Linked DNA regions of Sus scrofa: region 2 is linked to region 1. The links are chromatin contacts, called in public HiChIP or PLAC-seq maps. All regions are on one chromosome and are shown on one strand. Each heading gives the region's core, a stretch centred on a gene start, on an enhancer-like site or on the middle of the called end of the contact. The rest is flanking DNA. Distances are from core to core; before and after follow the strand shown. Region 1 holds the start of FOS (Fos proto-oncogene, AP-1 transcription factor subunit). Region 2 holds the start of FLVCR2 (feline leukemia virus subgroup C cellular receptor family member 2).

Region 1 (5,527 bases), core at 1,625-4,124:
TTAAAATCAGCTGCACTAGATACAATTTGAAAATATCCAGCACCAGGTTAATTCCAATAATGAACCCAATAGATTAGTTAATGCTATGAGAAGACTAAAGAGCAAGAGAAAAAGAGACACAGACCCAGGCCTGGCTCAACATGCTACTAACTACCAGCTCTCAGATGTGTCACTGGGGACAATACACACTCCATGCGTTTTGCTACATCTCCAGAAGAGGTAAGGACTCGAGTCCACACGTGGATGCTTTCAAGTCCTTGAGGCCCACGGCCTGGTGGTGTGTTTCACGCCCAGATAAGGTCCTCCCTAGGTCTACGGGAACCCTCGAGGGAAGACGTGTTTCTCCTCTCCATAATGCACCGACTCGGGCAGTGGCGCGTGCCTGCCTGCTGCCTCCCCTCTCTGCCCGCTCACAGGGCCAGCAGCGTGGGTGAGCTGAGCGAGTCAGAGGAAGGCTCGTTGCTGCTGCTGCCCTTGCGGTGGGCAGCCGCACAGCTGGGGAAGGAGTCAGCCTCGGGGTAGGTAAAGACGAAGGAAGACGTGTAAGTAGTGCAGCTGGGGGTGCAGGTGACCACCGGGGTACACAGGGGCTCCAGCTCTGTGGCCATGGGCCCCATCCCCAGGGAGCCACCATGCAGGGGCTCCCAGTCTGCTGCATAGAAGGAACCAGACAGGTCCATGTCCGGCACAGAGCGGGCTGTCTCAGAGCCGCCGGGCCTGGACGATGCTGGGAACAGGAAGTCATCAAAGGGCTCGGCCTTCAGCTCCATGCTGCTGACGTTCTTGACTGGCTCCACGGAGGGCTTGGGCTCCGGGTCATTGAGGAGGGGCAGGGTGAAGGCCTCCTCAGATTCGGGGGTGGCAGCCTCAGGCAGGCCCCCACTCAGATCAAGGGAAGCCACAGACATCTCTTCAGGGAAGCCCAGGTCATCAGGGATCTTGCAGGCAGGTCGGTGAGCTGCCAGGATGAACTCGAGTTTTTCCTTCTCCTTCAGCAGGTTGGCGATCTCAGTCTGCAAAGCAGACTTCTCGTCTTCTAGCTGGTCTGTCTCCTGGATACAGAGGATACAGCAAAGCATAAGACACGGTCTTACTCAAAGACTCTGTTCCCTTCTACCCAGTCTCTAACTTTGCCCTTAAGTTTTCGAAAGAAGTGATCCATGGATTCTACCTACCGCTTGGAGTGTGTCAGTCAGCTCCCTCCTCCGGTTCCGGCATTTGGCTGCAGCCATCTTATTCCTTTCCCTTCGGATTCTCCTTTTCTCTTCTTCTTCTGGGGACAACTGGAGGTGGGGAGAGAGAGAGAGGGCAACATTCAGTAACAGTGCCTGCTATCAGCTCCGTTCACCCACCCTAGGAAAACTGGCGCCTGCAGCTTCCCGCCTCCTGGCACCTCTTCTGTGAAGCCATTTCTAACCTGCAGTTGCAAGCTGGGTGTGACTTGCATTTAAAATAAGAACCTCAGCAGGAGAACAAAGAGAAGCTACAAGGGTGAGATAAGAAACTATTAGGGAAGAAACTGCACATTGGATATTACTTAGGGTGGACTATTAGAGTCTGACTTGGGATGGATAGGGCTTGGAGCCGGGGTTCCCAGTCCAGGATATGTAATCAGTTCCACCCATGGCTTCACCCTGTCCACTATGCTCCCCATCTCCATCAAGACTGACCTTACCCCCCCAACCCCAGCCACCACCAGAGAGAAGGTGTTGAGAACCCTCACCTGTTCCACCTTGCCCCTTCTGCCAATGCTCTGAGCTCTGCCTCCTGGCATGGTCTTCACGACTCCAGCCCTGGAGTAAGCCCCAGCCGAGGGAGTGGGGACTCCGTAGGGGTGAGGGGCTCTGGTCTGGGATGGGGCAACCGAGGAGACCAGGGTGGGTTGCACTAGCCACTGCAGGTCTGGGCTGGTCGAGATAGCAGTCACCGTTGGGATGAAGTTGGCACTGGAGACGGCCAGATCGGTGCAGAAGTCCTAGAATGAAATATAGAAGGGGAAAGCTGACGTGAGCGACCAGGCTCTGGACGCAGGTGGGGTGAGCGGAGTGCCCAGTGCCGCATGCAGCAGGGAGAGAGTGAAAAATGGACTGCTTATGTATTTTTATATGTCCTTCATCCTGGATGAAAGGTCTCTCCCTTCCCAAGAATTCCGCAGCGCAGTGCCTTTCTCCTCCATCCTGCTGCTGCGTTCCCGTTATCCCTTCAGCATCACTCGCTTGAAAGGGGGGTTGTTATAAATATCCCTGACGTCTGCGCTGACGCAGACGCCGCTCCGGAGTCTCCTGAATGAACTCGCTTTTTATCAATGAAACTGCCTTACACACCCGCCGGCTTCACCCTCCTCCTCTCACCCTCCTCCCTGCTCCAGGCTGCGAGGGGAGGGAGGATCGCCGCTTTTTGCCTCCTCCCCCGGAGGTGCCCGGCTCTAGTTAGCCAGTCTTTGCTTGGGACACTTTTGCCCCCAGCTAATGTCAGAGACCAGTCAGAGCGCGTGGGCCAGGGTCAGCTCAGAATGAGCCCACAGCGGGAGAGGAGAAAAGATTCTTATTTTGACAAGCATGTGTGCGCTCCGAACAAGTCCGGGGCTCCCGAGATAGGGCTGATCCGGCCGGGGCAAGCCTCCCTCTCTGGCCAATGGGGTCCCCGGCTTGTCTTCCTGAGCGTCCCGTCCCAGTGTCTCCTCCCCGGTAACCCCGAGCCCCGAGCCCCGCGGTGGCACGAAGCCAGCCTTACCTGCGCATTGACGGGAGAGCCCATGCTGGAGAAGGAGTCGGCCGGTGAGTGGTAGTAGGAGAGACTGTCCCCGGCAGGGGAGGCGCTGCTGCAGCGGGATGATGACGCCTCGTAGTCGGCGTTGAAGCCGGAGAACATCATGATCGCAGGTAGTCAAAGCCGGGCGAGGGGCTGAGGGGCGGAGACAGGTAGGAGCTGCGGGGCTGAGCTGGGTAAGAGCGCGGTCGCTGCTCGCTCGCTGCGCCGCTGCCGGTTCTGTCTCAGCTTAGCTGCTCGCTGCAGATGCGGTTGGAGTACTAGGCCACTGCTTTTATAACAGCATTTTATGAATGAGCCCAATACGTCACGGAGCGCTACCATTGCAGCTCTCGAGGGGTGGCGCTCGGATCTTGCCACCTCTGCAGCCTCTTTGCTGCCTCTTCCGCCGTCTCAGCCCCCTGCCTTTCGTCTTATTGTGTTTCTTTATCTTCTGAGCTTTTCTCAGTCTCGGTCTTGGGGTCGCGTAGACCCCCTAAAATGAGGGACTTCGGGGATGGCTCCCCCCACAACTTCAGGGAACGGCCGTGGAAACCTGCTGACGCAGATGTCCTAATATGGACATCCTGTGTAAACGGGAGGGAGGGATTGACGGGAACTGCTCGCGGGCTGCAGCCAACACCAAGGGTGCAGCGCGGGGGGGAGGCGGGGGCCGTGGCCGGGGGGAGGGGAGGCGGGAAAGGCAGAGAAGGCGAGCGAACATTCGCACCTGGTTCAATGCGGACCCTTGTTCCCGGGGTTGGGGGATGGGGCGTAGGCGCCTTTTTACTTGTGTACAGAAACCCGGGAAGAGTTCTGAGGTTCAGGTATAGGCGAGATAGGTACACAGCCCCTTGGGCTTAAGCCTTGGCCCCCGAAGGAATGCGCCTCCACCCCCATTCCTCATTCTATCACTAATTCGGTGCAAACTGTGGAAGCAGACCCCCACCCCCTCGCCTCAAGCCCCAGCGCTCAGCACTACTAGGACTGTTACTGCGTTTGGAAGCGGAAAGTAGAGGGATACAAAATAAGAGAATACGATAACCTACTTTATCTACGATGCTGGGTATTTTAATATTAATTTTTTTTTAAGGGAAAAGGAGCATTTTTTTCCTCGGCCAAATACGGGATGTTAGAGTTACTGTCAAACCCCAGAGACACCAGCCAATAAACATTGTGCAGAACCTCCATGCAAAAATGTCTGTAGGGTTGTTTGCCAGGTTCTGAGCTCGGGCTCCGGAGGGGCTGTCATGTGGACAAGGTCGTCAGTTGGGGTACTGGATGGAGTGAGGTATTGGGGGAGCGCAAGTCCGAGCTGGAGAGGTGGGGGTGGTTCGATGCCCCGGAAGCTGGTTATTGGGAGCCAGCAGCGGGTGATTTTCCAGCACCGACTTGGAGGGGGGAGGACGGGGGCGCTGGAAGGACCGTGCCCAGCAGCGCCAAGGCCGGAGACCGCGGCGGCTGGGACCTCAGGCACCACTCCGTGGCCTGGAAAACGGGGCTTTGGGGAGGCAAGGTATTCTGGAGTGCTCTGCGCCCCCAAACGCCCCATCCTCTTGCTCCTCTGCAAAGGACACCTGGGGTCATCCTGCCCCGGCTCGGTCCCAGAGCGCCGGCCACCTCCGGGACGCGAAGCCGCAGTTCCCCGCAGAGCCACGGGTCCCTGTGTCCCTTCCCCCACCTTTCAGACCCGGAGGTCACGGTGTGCACCTGGAGAGGGGTGAGGCGGGATTAGGGCAGAGGGCGGATCCTTCGGGACGCGCGGTGAGCAGGACCGCCGACCTGCCCCCGCCGCCGCACCCCGGAGCCAGGCGATCCTGCTATAGATAGTAACAGGGAAGCGGCTGTTTACAGCAACACTGCGCCGCCAGGGCTGTCTCCAGGCGACGCCGCGCGGCCGGGCGCGCCGTCGGCCTGGCGAGGCCGCCCGCCCGCCCTCCTCGCACCCCTGGGGCCCCGGCCTCCCCGGCCCCGCTGTGGCCACTCCTGCCGCCTGACATCATCCGCCGGGTCCGGGGGCTGAGTGCGGCTCGCGCGCCGCTGGGCGCTAACCTCCATTCTTAGAGATGCGAACCCAGCGGGAGCGGGGAGGGCAGGGAGGCGGAGATTCGTGGAACTGGGCCACTTGCTATTTTTGCATTCCCTGTCACAAGCAGAGGTGAAAACAGAATTTCATCATTGTATGTCACTAGTTTATGTTGGTGGGAATTTAGGCGCTTTTTTCCCCCTCACTTAAAAAGGGGGAGAAAAAAAGAAAAAACACAGAAACACAGACTTCGTGGAGCTGCTCCGAACCCTAATTCTGCATCCCTCCATTCACCTAGCTCTATCATCTGTTAGGCTATACTTCACTGTCCTTGATTCTTTAAAAAAATAAAAAGTTATGAAGGCAAATTCATCTCTCTTCTTATTAGCTTCAGACAAAGTAGGTCAAGCTTTGAATTCCCGGGTCTGGCCTTGCCTTCCATTCATAACTGGATCTCGGGCCACTTAAGAGAAAACCTAGAATGATTTCATTAACTTCCCCTTCAGAATCTCAAAGCAGCTCAGACCAGCACCTAAAGGATGTGTCAGGATTTTATATCCAGGATTTATCTCATATATCATTTATCCTGCCCTTGCTAATAAAAAAAGGAAAAGGGTTTTTGAATAAGCCTGTCTCTTCCACAAAGCTTAACTCTTTCCTTCCTGGCATCATTATGACTAGAGAGTTGAAGATTTAATAAACCCGTTTTGAAAAGGACAGGACCACACTTTCACTTGTTTTTTTAAATTAATT
Region 2 (5,527 bases), core at 1,696-4,195, 270 kb before region 1:
TTAAACTTAGCAGCACAGTGGGTTAAGCCTAAAAGAACACATTAAACTGATGGCTCAGTGATACAAATATATGCTTTGGGGTGTTTTTAAATGTAAAATTCTTAGCATTTTCTGACCTTGAAGGGACCTGGGGGTGGGGAATGAGGAACTATTCCGACTAAATTTTACAGATGTATTTGGCTTTAAGTCCCCTGAAGGGTGTGTGTGCAGGGGTCCGAAAACCAGTAAGTTCTTGCTCCATGGTGAACAGCGAGAACAACAGACTGGCTTCTCTGATCTCACCAGGGCACCTGAAGGCTCAGTTATCTCTCCTGCTCTCCCCACATAATGGGGAGATTGCAGTGACCTCGTCTGAATCCTGCTGGGGTTGCAAATAGGGAGATTTAACCCTCTGGGAACTTGAAAGGTCCTGCCCAGCAGGACCCTTTCCCCAGCTTTACTCTCCTACAAAGGAAAAATCCAGTAAGGTCAAATCTGCTGGAGAGCCGAAATGGAGATGCTCAAACCCACAATCACATCACCTTTGAGAATGGGGATGGGGATAAATGTCACCCACAATGCCTAACTGTCCTGAACAAAGAGGTCCAACTTGGAGTTCCTGTTGTGGAGAAGCAGAAACAAATCTGACTAAGGACCATGAGGTTGCGGGTTCCATCCCTGGCCTTGCTCAGTGGGTTAAGGATCCGGCATTGCCACGAGCTGTGGTGTAGGTTGCAGATGTGGCTCGGATCTGGCATTGCTATGGCTGAGGAGTAGGCCAGCAGCTGTAGCTCTGAGGCCCTAGCCGGTGGAACCTTCATATGCCTCAGGTGTGGCCCTAAAAAGTGTGCACGCGCGTGCGCACACACACACACACACACACACTCTTCAACTTGTTTCATCCCCAGACCTTGAATCTTCTGAACATTCAAACCCACAGGTTAAAGAACACTGGTTAAAGGATTTTCTGTTGCCTGTCTGTGCTGAAGAAGGCCTGTCTAATGCTTTCATTGATTGCTTACACTATGACCCAAGGGGCAGGAAAAACCTAACTGGCTTGAAAAACTTTAGCTCGGGTTACTTTCCTGATGGTGAAGATGAACAGAATGGAAATTTGCCTCGAAGAAAGTTTGGAAATTTCTGAGCCAGATGAGAACTTTCTAATGAAAGCTTACATTTTCTAAATGTAATGAATGCATAAGGGAAAACAGGCCTCCAAGAACAAAGGGTCACCGGTCACTTGTCAAACGTGGAGCCACAACTGCACATACTTGGAAAAGAGGGAGACCCCAGGCAGTGATCCAGATAAAGAAACATGCCATAAATAGCTGCTTCAAACATTTGAAGAAGGCACCCAGATCTACAACATGGCCACCTTTCTGAGTCATATCCATGTGGAAATGCAAAGAATCTGAGATTCTCCCTCCAAAAAGAAGACAAATGGTTAAGAAAGGAGCTTTCCAGGCCCTTCCAAACATTCTAGGCCTTGGAAATTCAGAGCAAGAATTCAACTCCATTCTGCTGCACTTGGCTCTAACCCCCAGGGAAGGAGTTGGCACAAAGCACTGCCCCCACCATCCTGGCTTCAGGTGTGTATAAAAGGTGAGAGCGGCGTCAAAGGTCAACCAGGGCCCGCTCTGCCTTTCCATGCAAGCAGGAGATCCTATGCTTCAGGAAACCTGGCGAAAGCCACCTGCCAACTTCTGATGACACAGAATAGTCTGACACCCCGGGACTGCTCCCTGAAAGAAGAGCTCTCCTGAAGGCACAGGTCCGGGCTGGTGAAGGAGGTTGAGGAAGGAGACCACAAACCAGTGTGTGTTCCCAAAGCACACTGGCTGCTGGGGAAGGAGAACATGCAGGTGACAGAAAAGGCCCCTCCTTTTGCTTCCCCACCACTCTGACACAGTCACCCAGTCACAATCACTCACTCACACTGTCACACCCAGCTACAGTCGCCCAGGGTCACAAACACCATTGACATCTGAAAACCACAGTCTCCACTCAGGCGGGCAGTTCGCTACCACCAACACGGCCAGTCCCACAGGGACGCCCATCCCCCCGGTCAACCACAAAGCCCCCTGCCCACCTGGTTGCCAAAGACAGCGATGGAGCAGGCCGTGGACACCTCATTAGCCCCGAACCACACGGAGGCGATGCGGGAGGGCATGCCCAGGATGAAGACCTGGGCTACGGAGCAGATGACCTGGCCCAGCACGGTGACCGGGAAGAGATGGGGCTTGAGGCTGCCCAGCTTCACCCAGGCCCCCAGGCAGTTGAGAGCAGAGCCGGTGAGGGCTATGGTGCGCAGCCCGAATTTCTCCAGGAGCCAGGCCACAGGCAGCAGCAGAGGATGTATGTCAGCATGTAGCACATGGAGAGCCAGTCGATGGCAAAGGCACTGACCCCGTAGAAGTTCATGAAGATGTTGTTGATGGAGCCATACTGGATCCACTGGAAGGCGTTGCACATGGAGTAGCAGCTAAACAGCAGGACCACTGCCCACCGGCGCTTGCTCACCTTGATCACGCTAAGGTCCTCAGGGCCGGAGCTACTGGGTTGGCCCGAGCTACTGGGTTGGACCAAGCCACTGGGTTGAGCCAAGGTACTGGGGTGGGCTGAACTACTGGGGTACACAGAGACACTGGGATGGATCGAGACGCTGGGATGCGCGGAGGTGCTAGCATGGGCTGAGAAGCTGGGGTGGGCGGAGATGCTGGGGTGGCCGGAGACGCTGGGTTGGGCAGCGAGGTTGGGGTTCTCCTGGAGTGCAGAAGTCTGCGACGGCGCGCCATCGAGCCCTTCGTGGCTAGGATCTTCATTCACCATGACCACAGCCTCTCCTGGCGTCCTAGACAAGTGCTGAGGACTCTAGACAACTTAAGAGACAGTGGCCTCGTCCGGTCACCTAGAGCTGACGTGGCACTTGCCCCAGCCCGCCCCAGAATAAACGGAGTTCCGAGCCTGTGTAAAAGCCGTCAGAGGGGCGCCTTCGCTCACCCCCAAGCTCTGCTCCCACGTTTCCTCGGCGTCGTCTGTCACTGACTGCGGTCCTGGCCGCCGGTGTCTTGAGTCCTCCCCAGGCGTCCTGCGGAGGTTCAACCTCTCCGTCCAGGAAACAGTTCTTCAGGCGCAGCCTCTTCGCCGGACTCGGTTCGCTCCCGGGCCGGCTCGGGGCCTCGCCCCCTCCGGCGCACGTGACCGCCCCGCCCCCGTCCCGCCGGGCTTCCCCCACCCCCCTACCCACCCCCCACCCCACCCGCAAAGCCTCCCGCCTTCTGCGGCAGCTGGCCGGGCGGTATAGTTGTTTCGCCACCGCTTGCGGGTGCATTCCTCCCCCACGCCCCGGGCACCATGGAAACCGCCCGGTTAACCCCCACCCGTGCACTGTCCCTCAAATTCATTTGTCCCCTCCCAGGCCGCTCCGCAAGAAAATGCCCATCGCCCTTCCGAGGTAATCCTGCAAATATAGAGTCTCCTCCCTGCGCACACGGATGCCCAGAGCCCTCAATCTGCTCTATGGGATCCAAGAGGGATTCCCAACTTTTTCCGACTTGGCTGGGCTCCCCAGCCCTTGCTAGACTTTGGGTATAAAGAGCGATGTGTGGATTTCCCGGGCTAGTTGCGCTCCCGGGTAAAGGCAAGTTGCGGAAACTCGCTTTGCTGCTAGCTTTCCCTGCGGACCGGGTCTTATATTGGGGAACTCAGATTTGAACCTGTTCCGCAGGCTCTTCATTTCTGGAGGATCCCTGGGCGACCTCCTGGGCGAAGACCTGTGGGTAGAAGGGCTGGGGAGCCGGAGACCTTGAAGACCATGGCAGTGGTGCGGTGAAATGCCTGGCACAGCACGGGTTCCGGGCTTAGGTTGTGGTCTCTGCACCCACGTAGCCCTAGGCTGCCACCTGCTGGTCCACAGCCCGCTGCGAAGAGTAATCTCTTATCAGGGGCTGCACGTCAGGCTTGCCCTCTTTTTATTTCAGACTGGGGAGGGATCAGAGCCCAGATCCTCTGTGGGTTCAAACACGCGATTAGCTACTCCTAGGTGTATTCTGTAAAATAAGATACTCCACCTCCCTGTGCCTCAGTTTCTTGGAAAATCTATAAAATGGGAGGATGAAATAATAGTACCGACCTCACAGTGTTGTTTTCAGGCTTGAATGAGTTAAGACTTGAAAGCACTTGGAAAATTCCTGGCAGATAGTAAGCATTCCAGGGGTGTCAGATATCCTGACAATTAAAAAGTGAATATTTGTATTGTGCTAAACATGTTTACTGTATTACTCACAAGAATTCGGTAATGTAAGTGCTTTTGCCTGCCCAAACTTTTTAGATGGGAAAACTGACTCTCATAGAGGTGAGATAAGTTTTTACTTAAGGTCGCAGCTGACCTAAAGAGGCATAATTCTCATGCAAGTCTGTTTTTTCAAGTTACAGTCTAGCTAGTCAAGCACAGTCTGGGGACTGCAGGGCAAGCATCCTCTGGGGCTTGTTACAGAGGCAGAAGCCCAGGCCCTCCCTGAACCTATGGAATTGGAGGCTGCATTTTAAAAGGCCTCCAGGAGATTCCTTTGTTTGCACATTAAAGAGCCACTGGGTGCCACAGCTTTCCTGTCTTTTTTTTCCACCCTGTGACCAAAAATGAAGAATTGAAAGTTCTGGGAGTTCCTGTTGTGGCACAGCAGAATTCAACTAGTATCCATGAGGATGCGGGTTCAGTCCCTGGCCTTGCTCAGTGGATTAAGAATCCGGCTTTGCCGTGAGCTGTCATAGACTCCGCTCAGATCCTGCGTTGCTGTTGAGGCAGAATATTAACTCAGGTAGTCAGTGTAGGAGCATGGGCTTGGATGCCTCCTTTGATATGGCCATTGATTAACATTTGTGGCTTAAGGGCTCCAGGGAGTAACATCCTCACAGGCCTTGTTTACTATAGGGGAGTGTACGGATATTAATCTCTAATCCCCTGTGACTCAGTTTACAGGAAGACAGGGCAAAGAAACTATGAGGCTTAATGGGACATTTCCACTCCTAGGACCCTATTGGACAAGGACTGATATAGGTAACTGAGCAAGGCCAATGGGAGAAGACCACATCTCTCTGGACCCCACGTTGGTACCCTCCCAACTTTAAGGAATAAAAATCCCATAGGACAATAGAGAAAGGGGGCTCTTCTCCCCCCTCCCAGAAACCCTGGGAGCTATTTGCTTTCCTTTAATAAAGACTTTGCTTGCCTGCTGCCTATGTGTTCTTGGAGTTCATTCTTCAACTGCCGTGAACAAGAACCTGGATTCTGGCATCATCTTTCCGGCATCACTGTGGTATGGTCTAGGCCAGCAGCTGTAGCTCCAATTTGATCCTTAGCCTGGGAATTTCCATATGTCGCAGGTGCAGCCCAAAAAAGAAAACAAACAAACAAAAAGAATGAACATTTCTGGGGCTGTTGTTCTCAGTCTGAGTTGCACATCGAGACACATTGGGGACCCCTGACCTATGCATGCGTCTGCCACACCCCAGATCAGGATCTCTGAGAGTGCCCCCACCCCCATCTGCA

What was found. HiChIP or PLAC-seq counts read pairs in DNA pulled down with a chosen protein or histone mark.
Region 2: a contact with region 1 is called in an H3K27ac HiChIP or PLAC-seq map of alveolar macrophages. The contact joins the promoter of FLVCR2 here to the promoter of FOS in region 1. A contact is called at or near these places in 1 of 5 promoter capture datasets (liver) and 1 of 2 datasets of contacts at active chromatin or transcription factors (alveolar macrophages).

The regions. Positions count from the first base shown.
Region 1 is chr7:98,446,855-98,452,381 of Sscrofa11.1, reverse strand. It overlaps FOS (Fos proto-oncogene, AP-1 transcription factor subunit), which reads right to left and starts at 2,874. Exons shown (of 4, transcript NM_001123113.1): 1 at 2,734-2,874; 2 at 1,724-1,975; 3 at 1,176-1,283; 4 at 411-1,052. The coding sequence starts at 2,874. The coding sequence ends at 411.
Region 2 is chr7:98,715,737-98,721,263 of Sscrofa11.1, reverse strand. It overlaps FLVCR2 (feline leukemia virus subgroup C cellular receptor family member 2), which reads right to left and starts at 2,945. Exons shown (of 11, transcript NM_001142840.1): 1 at 2,333-2,945; 2 at 2,069-2,330. The coding sequence starts at 2,808.